Regions from separate parts of the Gossypium arboreum genome. Here region 1 is linked to region 2. The links are chromatin contacts, called in public Hi-C maps. All regions are on one chromosome and are shown on one strand. The core of a region is the stretch at or near the end of the contact, and the rest is flanking DNA. Distances in the headings are between cores, read along the strand shown.

The links. A called contact is a pair of places that touch in the nucleus more often than the background predicts.
Region 1: a contact with region 2 is called in a Hi-C map of leaf, with 2.6 times the contacts expected there. The contact joins the promoter of LOC108469421 here to the promoter of LOC108467716 in region 2. A contact is called at or near these places in 2 of 5 Hi-C or Micro-C datasets (both in leaf).

What each region holds. Positions count from the first base shown.
Region 1 is chr8:132,937,633-132,941,349 of ASM2569848v2, reverse strand. It overlaps LOC108469421 (acyl-CoA--sterol O-acyltransferase 1-like), which reads right to left and starts at 2,348. Exons shown (of 1, transcript XM_017770306.2): 1 at 987-2,348. The coding sequence starts at 2,210. The coding sequence ends at 1,158.
Region 2 is chr8:132,808,292-132,811,627 of ASM2569848v2, reverse strand. It overlaps LOC108467716 (ATP synthase subunit delta', mitochondrial-like), which reads left to right and starts at 1,894. Exons shown (of 2, transcript XM_017768461.2): 1 at 1,894-2,305. The coding sequence starts at 2,048. It overlaps LOC108467860 (40S ribosomal protein S11), which reads right to left and starts at 1,092. Exons shown (of 6, transcript XM_017768673.2): 1 at 978-1,092; 2 at 852-892; 3 at 669-769; 4 at 1-128. The coding sequence starts at 989.

The DNA.
Region 1 (3,717 bases), core at 1,099-3,598, 130 kb before region 2:
AAACGTTCAATTCTTTATTCATAAGAGATAAGAAAGAAGGTATTAATAAACTTTTATAGAAAAAAAAGAGGAAAGTGAGCATGCTAAAGTAGTGGATGGTGGGGTTGTGAGATTAGTGAACGTGTTATCAAGAAAGGAAGAAATTACAAAAGTTAGACTCACAGATTTTCTCTAAGGAATAGTGTCAATTATATATAGAAATACAATTGTACTTTCCATTTAAATAGGAGGGGAAGTAATCGTATATCAGGAGAAGATTAAGGAATATATTCTTTAACAAACCATATACTTGAAACATTCCAATAATGAAACAGCTTAGGAGTCTCTACAACCTTTGCATAGTTTCATGTCCTTTCAACAACTCCACATTCCGTGCTAGGAAGCATTCCATGTTATGGAATGGTTCATCAATCGTATTACTTACCTTATAGAGAATTGTATTTCCTAAACCTACTATTAATAAATGTGTTAGTAATTAAAAAAAAAAGTGTATTTGTAAGTATTATATTTGTTTTACTTGTGAACAAATAAAGATATCTATGTTATGTGTGTTTGTTAAGAAAATCTTATTGTATATTCTATAATAATATATATATATATATATATATATATATATATATATATATAGATTTTAGATACATATTCATTAATTGTGTTAACCTCACGAGTTAATTAGACACCAATTCAATTGAGAAATAATTTAAAAAATAAATATTTTATTATGATGGTATTTTTAATACAATAAATCTACAAAAGATGAAACTTAAATTTGAGATAAACATCAATATCAAAATCTCAATTTTACTATTTCAATTACCCTTTTATGAATTAGTCAAAGTTTTATTATCAATATATATATATATTTATAATTTTAAACATGATTCAAAATCCAAGCTTTACATTATTCTTATATCAAGCATATATTACTCCCTTAACAAAAGTCAGACCAAACAAACACCCAACTTGAGGTTAAAACTTATTATTATTTATTATTGAATACATAAAAATAAATTATTAGAAACTTGATTTTTTTAAAATGTATAAATACAATTAAAAATAATATATTATAATCTTAAATATCATTTGTATAAAATAATAATAGAAATAGAAATATTAAAATTGTAAGACCAACAATGTGGAGGGCTAATCTTTGGATATCAGAAGTGATAAAAGATGTGGTTTAAGACTTTTTCACAAGAACTTTTCAACAACGCTCCAATTTCAGCGTACTCTTCAAACGCTCTAACATCCAACTTTGATCGCGTGAACTGTGGAATGAACAGCCAAATGCCCGTGCCCAACACGAACCCAACTGTCAACGGTCCCGTTACTATCCACGGTAACCGACACTTCCCACTTAATGCCTTCTTCAAACCAATCTCAAGTGTTAAACAAATTCCATGGAAAATAAAAAACCAGGTCACTTCCCCTGTGGGATTCACGCGCCTCAGGTAGTAAAACACTAGCTCGTGCATCACACCCGATACTACAAACGTTGACAAAACCGACGGTACCGGGGCCCACTTTCTGCCAATCACAGCTGACGAAAATCTTAGGGTAGGTTCGTATACGGTAGGGCGCATGATACTAGCCACCATGAGGTTCCACCTTTTGCCCCAAAAGTCTTGGAGTGAAGTTGAAAGGAAGGGTTCATTGAACTGTGGCTCCAGCTCCACCCCATAAAAGGATCGAACCATGGCTGCCCCTATAGCCAAGAAGATTTCAAGGAAGAAATATATGTGCAAAGCGTAGAGGAGCTTGATAATATTGGGATGTATGTATTCAATGAAGTTATAGGACCATAGTATAATGGCCAAAAGCAAACCCTTAATAACATAGTTGACAGTAAATTTTCCTAGTGATTTTGATGATGGGTTTTCCTTAATTGGATCTTGTTGAATCTTGATAGGTAGGCAAGCCAGAGCCATAAAAAGTGGGAGAGAAATACGTGTGTTTAAAGGACCCTTGTCGAAAGCAAATAATAAGAGCTTGAAGTTACCAAGCCAAGCAATGAAAAAGGCTGTTAGACCCCCAAAATGGGGCGAGTATAGATTGAGAGGGAGGTAGAGAAATAGGCAGACAATGGGGAGTAGGAAAATGAGTCTTTTGGGACCTTTTGGAACCATCTTACCCATGGCATGGCAATAACTTAGAGATGTGAAAACTGCTAACCATACCTTGATGAAGCTGTTCATCTCCTCTCCCAACATATTTCTTCTCTATGTATTGCTTTAATCCACTTGTTGTATTGGGAAATATGGAGTGAAATATGTGAAGTTGACTTGCTAGATGTTTCAAGTATACCTAGATAGCAGATGAGCAGAGTTCGATTATTTATTTTTATTGGTTAGATCTGATGCCTCGGCTAAAATTAAATATGTTATACACTGCTGGGTTAGGTAAGTAGAAATTTCTCTTTGGAAAAAAAGGAATTTTATTTTTCATCCTCCACATTGATTAGGATGGAAAACATAAAAGAATAATTTATGCATGATGCAGCCGGTTGACTTGAATTTTATTTTTTTTTTTTTTCTTTTTTTAGATAAAAATTATTAAGAACAAACCATATCCATGACGCACACCACCACAAGACTCAACATCTGTCGACTTCATATATATTTGACTCAACATCACAACCATCTCTAATACGAAAGGTAGGGTTTGTTTTGTCTTAGAAAAGACAAAGTCATAAGTTTTAAACAATGTCAATACTATCATTATCATCTAACCAATTTTGTTCATATTGTTGTACTCATATTAGACGATCCCATCAACGGTACTTGGCGATATCATCTCACTATCCTTTCATCTCGTTGGACCTCGCCAAACCACCTCTGGAACTCACCAACAACTTTCGTCAATTAAAGCTCGCGATCCTGCTACCTTGTCAAACCACTTACAAGCTAAGACCAAAAATTAAGACTAGATCTCACCAACCAAGATCATGGAATGTCTACCTCGAAATTCCACAGTAAAGCGAGCTCATGTCGAGGGATCATACTTGACAAAGATAGTTTGATCAAGACACTTACTATAGTCTTTCTTTATCTTGACTGATACTTTCTCTTTTCTCCTCTCTATCACCATACTCGACCACTTACAGCTCTCTATCATTATTTTCAGAACTGGATCAGCTAGCTAGATCGAGAATCAGTCGAGGTATCAATCTGGAAATAGAGGTTTGGATTGGTTGATTTGCGAAACGATTGAATCGAGCTAAAAAATCAGTTGAACCATATTTATCTTTTTTATGATTTTTTTTAATAATTTATTTAATTGAACCAGACAACATGGTCAAACAAATTAGATTGAGAATTGGTGATTTGACCACCAGTTCGATTATGATTTTTTAATAAGCTATTTAATTGAATCAAATAAACTGGTTAAAATAATCAAACAATTGGACTAAGAATCGGTGGTCTAACAAGTTTGACGACCACTCCAATTATGAAAACCTTGCTCTCCGCCCATGAAAAGTAAGTCGTCCTTAAATCTCTAAACCCAAATCTTATATCAATAGTTGGTGCGATGAACATAAACTAACTCCCAACCTCTAGAATCAGTCGAAATGGAACTTCCCAATGAAAGCCCTCCCAAATGCTGTGATCACTCGTGTCAATTCACAATGAATCTAGATCTAAAGTAGGATAGTTTCTTTTCCTCTTTCTTTATTTGGTAGCACCATAAGTGTTGTGTAGTCACACTAAATAAGGTATG
Region 2 (3,336 bases), core at 645-3,144:
GTAGTGAAGGTAGTTCCTTCGGACGATAATAGTCCTTACCATTTTTGCACTATGGCAAGTACCGGCAAGGATACGGCCTCTAATAGAAACAGTGCCAGTAAATGGGCATTTCTTATCAATATATGTTCCTGGACAACATTGAAATCCAATGTAAGTGTCAACAAATGCAATTGTAGAAAGGGTGAGGGGAAGCAGACATGAAATAGTACGATGAAAATGAATCTACAAATGGCTAGACATCCATAAAAATTATGGATGCCCCATGGTTCTATGACATGAACTGTTTTGAGTAAAGGTAAGATCACAGAAACATGTTAGCCAAAAACATGGCCTCCACAGTGTAATCACATCGGTCAGACAAAACCCCAAAAGAAAGCATCTAACATGAAGTGCAATAAACCTACTATATCAATGCCCTAAAACAGTTCCAAGCAGAAAACAGAGTAAAATGGTGATGAATGTTGTCCCGAAATCTCCGAAAAGAACAACATAGTTAGATTATCTAGTTTAACAATAAAAAATATAGCAGAGAACAAGTAATTCCCATTACACATATTCAGTGATGAACACAAGGAAGCATGGCTAAGAAGAATATATTCTAATTGCCAAATCAAATAACAATATGCAGGCAAAATAGTAATGATAAGGAAGAGCAAAGCAAAGCAAACCTTCAATGGCCTCTCTGGGTGTCTTAAAGCCTAACCCAATGCTTTTCCAGAAGCGATTCCCGCCCTTTCCAGGTCTCTTTCCTTTCCCAGTTTTTTTAGAGCTGATAGAGGTATTAGAAGGTCTGAGTAAGATGAATTAGCAACAAAGTAAAACATATATAACAATGGAAGAAGCTAGTTCACCTTAAAAACACCTTGGGTTGTTTGAGAAATGCTTTCTCCGTCTAATATACAATAAAAAGAAAGATCAAAGCAGTTTCAAAACATAAAAATGAGACAGATAAAAGGCAGCGAAAGAGGAATCTGGACCTGTTCCGCCATGGCTGAGGATTGAAAGGACTACCCGATACTCTGCAAAGACACAGCACAAAAACCCTAATGGCAGGAGGCTGCAACGCAACCGTCCACTTTATATATGCATATGGGCTTTCATTTGCAAATTTCAGTTCTCTGCTTATGGGCTATTATTGGGTCGAGTTACAAATAGTCATCGTGTGGGTTGCCTATTTTCAGCCCACTTGGGGAACTATAAGGAATCCATCAATCTTGTCTTTACCTTTATTTCTTAATGAGCCAATACAACTTTTTAGTCTTGCAATTCAATCCAACTTGGATTTTTTCAAGAATTGATGATGTGGCAGTACGAGATTGTGCCATGTCATCTCTTAAATTTTTTTAAAAAAAAAATGTTATTAAATTTTTTAAGTAATAATATAGTACTGTATTAAAATGTCACATCGTCAAATTATTTATATTTTCCAAGTTCAAGAGGATATTGATATCAAAGTGGCCCTAAATGTCAAGTTCAAGGATTAAATTTCCAGAAAAATTATCAAATTATTCACACTAATCATATTTAAATTAGGATAAAGAATTTAAATTGATCTCAAACTTTAAAATTTTCTAAATAAAATTTTAAAGTATCGATATATATCAATAAATTTTTTCATTTATTTACCGATAAATTTACATATTAAACCGAATATTAATTCCTAAACACGTATGTAATTGTCGATTTACATGTTTGGTTATAACATATTTAAAAAGAAACAGATCACACTTTTATTGATTCTTTTTTTTTTAATATGTCAAAAAAAAAAAAAACAGTACGTGGGATAAATATATATAAATTTGAGTAAATAGTGACGGTCCATGGAATAAAATATATAAAGCCCAAATATTTGGGCTGAGGGTTCCTATAAGCCCAGAATCAATAAGTCCAAAAGGGGGATATTTGAGCGGAGTGGAATTGAGATTCTGCTCTCCATTTTTCAGATCACATCACAATACTGTGTTAGAGAAAAGAGTGAATAAAGAGAGTGAAAGACCCTCACACTCCCAGTCTCCGACCTTGCGAGAGCCGAGCGACCCCTCCCAGAATGCTGCGTCGAGCATTGGGGCTCTTGCCCCGACCCATAGCAGCTGCAAGGGCTCGATCCTTTTCCACCGATCTGCCCGCCGCTCACACTGCCGATGCCACCTTCATGGAGGCCTGGAACAAAGTCATGCCCAACATGGATCCTCCTAAGACCCCTCTATCTTTCATGCACCCTCGCCCGCCTACCCCTTCCTCCATTCCTCCCAAACTCACTGTCAATTTCGTTCTTCCTTATGCTTCTGAGTTGTCCACCAAAGAGGTAACATTTCGGTTCCTTTATTTCCAATCGTTCTGATTTCTAGTTAGGGCATTTTCAATTTGTCTTTAATGCTGAAGGTTAGTAAGGTTGGACATAGAAAATGCTGCTAGGCTAAGGCTATTTTTTTTTTTTGTTTTTGGGGTCAACAGAATGCCAGTGGTGATAAACCCAATTTTGAATATTTTACCTTATAAAGCTCCTATAGGTATATATTAGTGATGATGAAACCATGCAATGCATCTCTATTCCTTACATTGGTTACATATTTCTGAACCTAAAGTTGTTGCAGTATTGCTCTCAATTTAGAGTTTATTATTCTCCAACTTTTTAACTTCACGGTCTTCTTCACATTCCCTTGGCTGATGATGGATGCTAGACTTTCCAGAAAGTCATTTCTGGATGCCTCATACCTTGCACCAGTGCACCATTTGTCCCAAAAAAAAAAAACTTTTAAATGGGTTTTTAGTATATGTCAAGTCTTGGTTGTCCAAGCCACTTTAACTACCCCTTTTAGATGTAGGAGTTAAAGTCGTATAACATGCTTGTTCAGTTGTAACTTCATTAAAAATGGTTATTAGAAAATGTGGTAATGTTGATAATGGCCGTTACAAAGAGAGTGAGGGGTTGTGTTTTGATTGACATCTGCTTTGTACTTATGAACTGCATTTCGTAACTTTGTCCTTAAGTATAAACAGCGTATTTTGTTTGGACTTTTTAAAGCTGGATTTACTTTAGCCAGATAATTGTAAGTAATTCTGAGGCAACAACAATAAAAAGATCCAGTATTTGGTGCAATGTTATTAGAATGATGCCTATTTGTTAACATATTAGTTCCTTAATATTCCTAAATATGTTACGGATTTCTGATTTTAGTTTTTTTGTTTTGTCAAGACATTCTGCCATTGAATGGAACCCCTTATAAGTTGTACAAAGATAGTTATTTTCAGCCTTATGATTACAGATTGATTTTGAGAAAGTGGAGGTGTGCAACTCAAAAAGATTGCACCCTAACAGCCAAACCAATAGTGAAT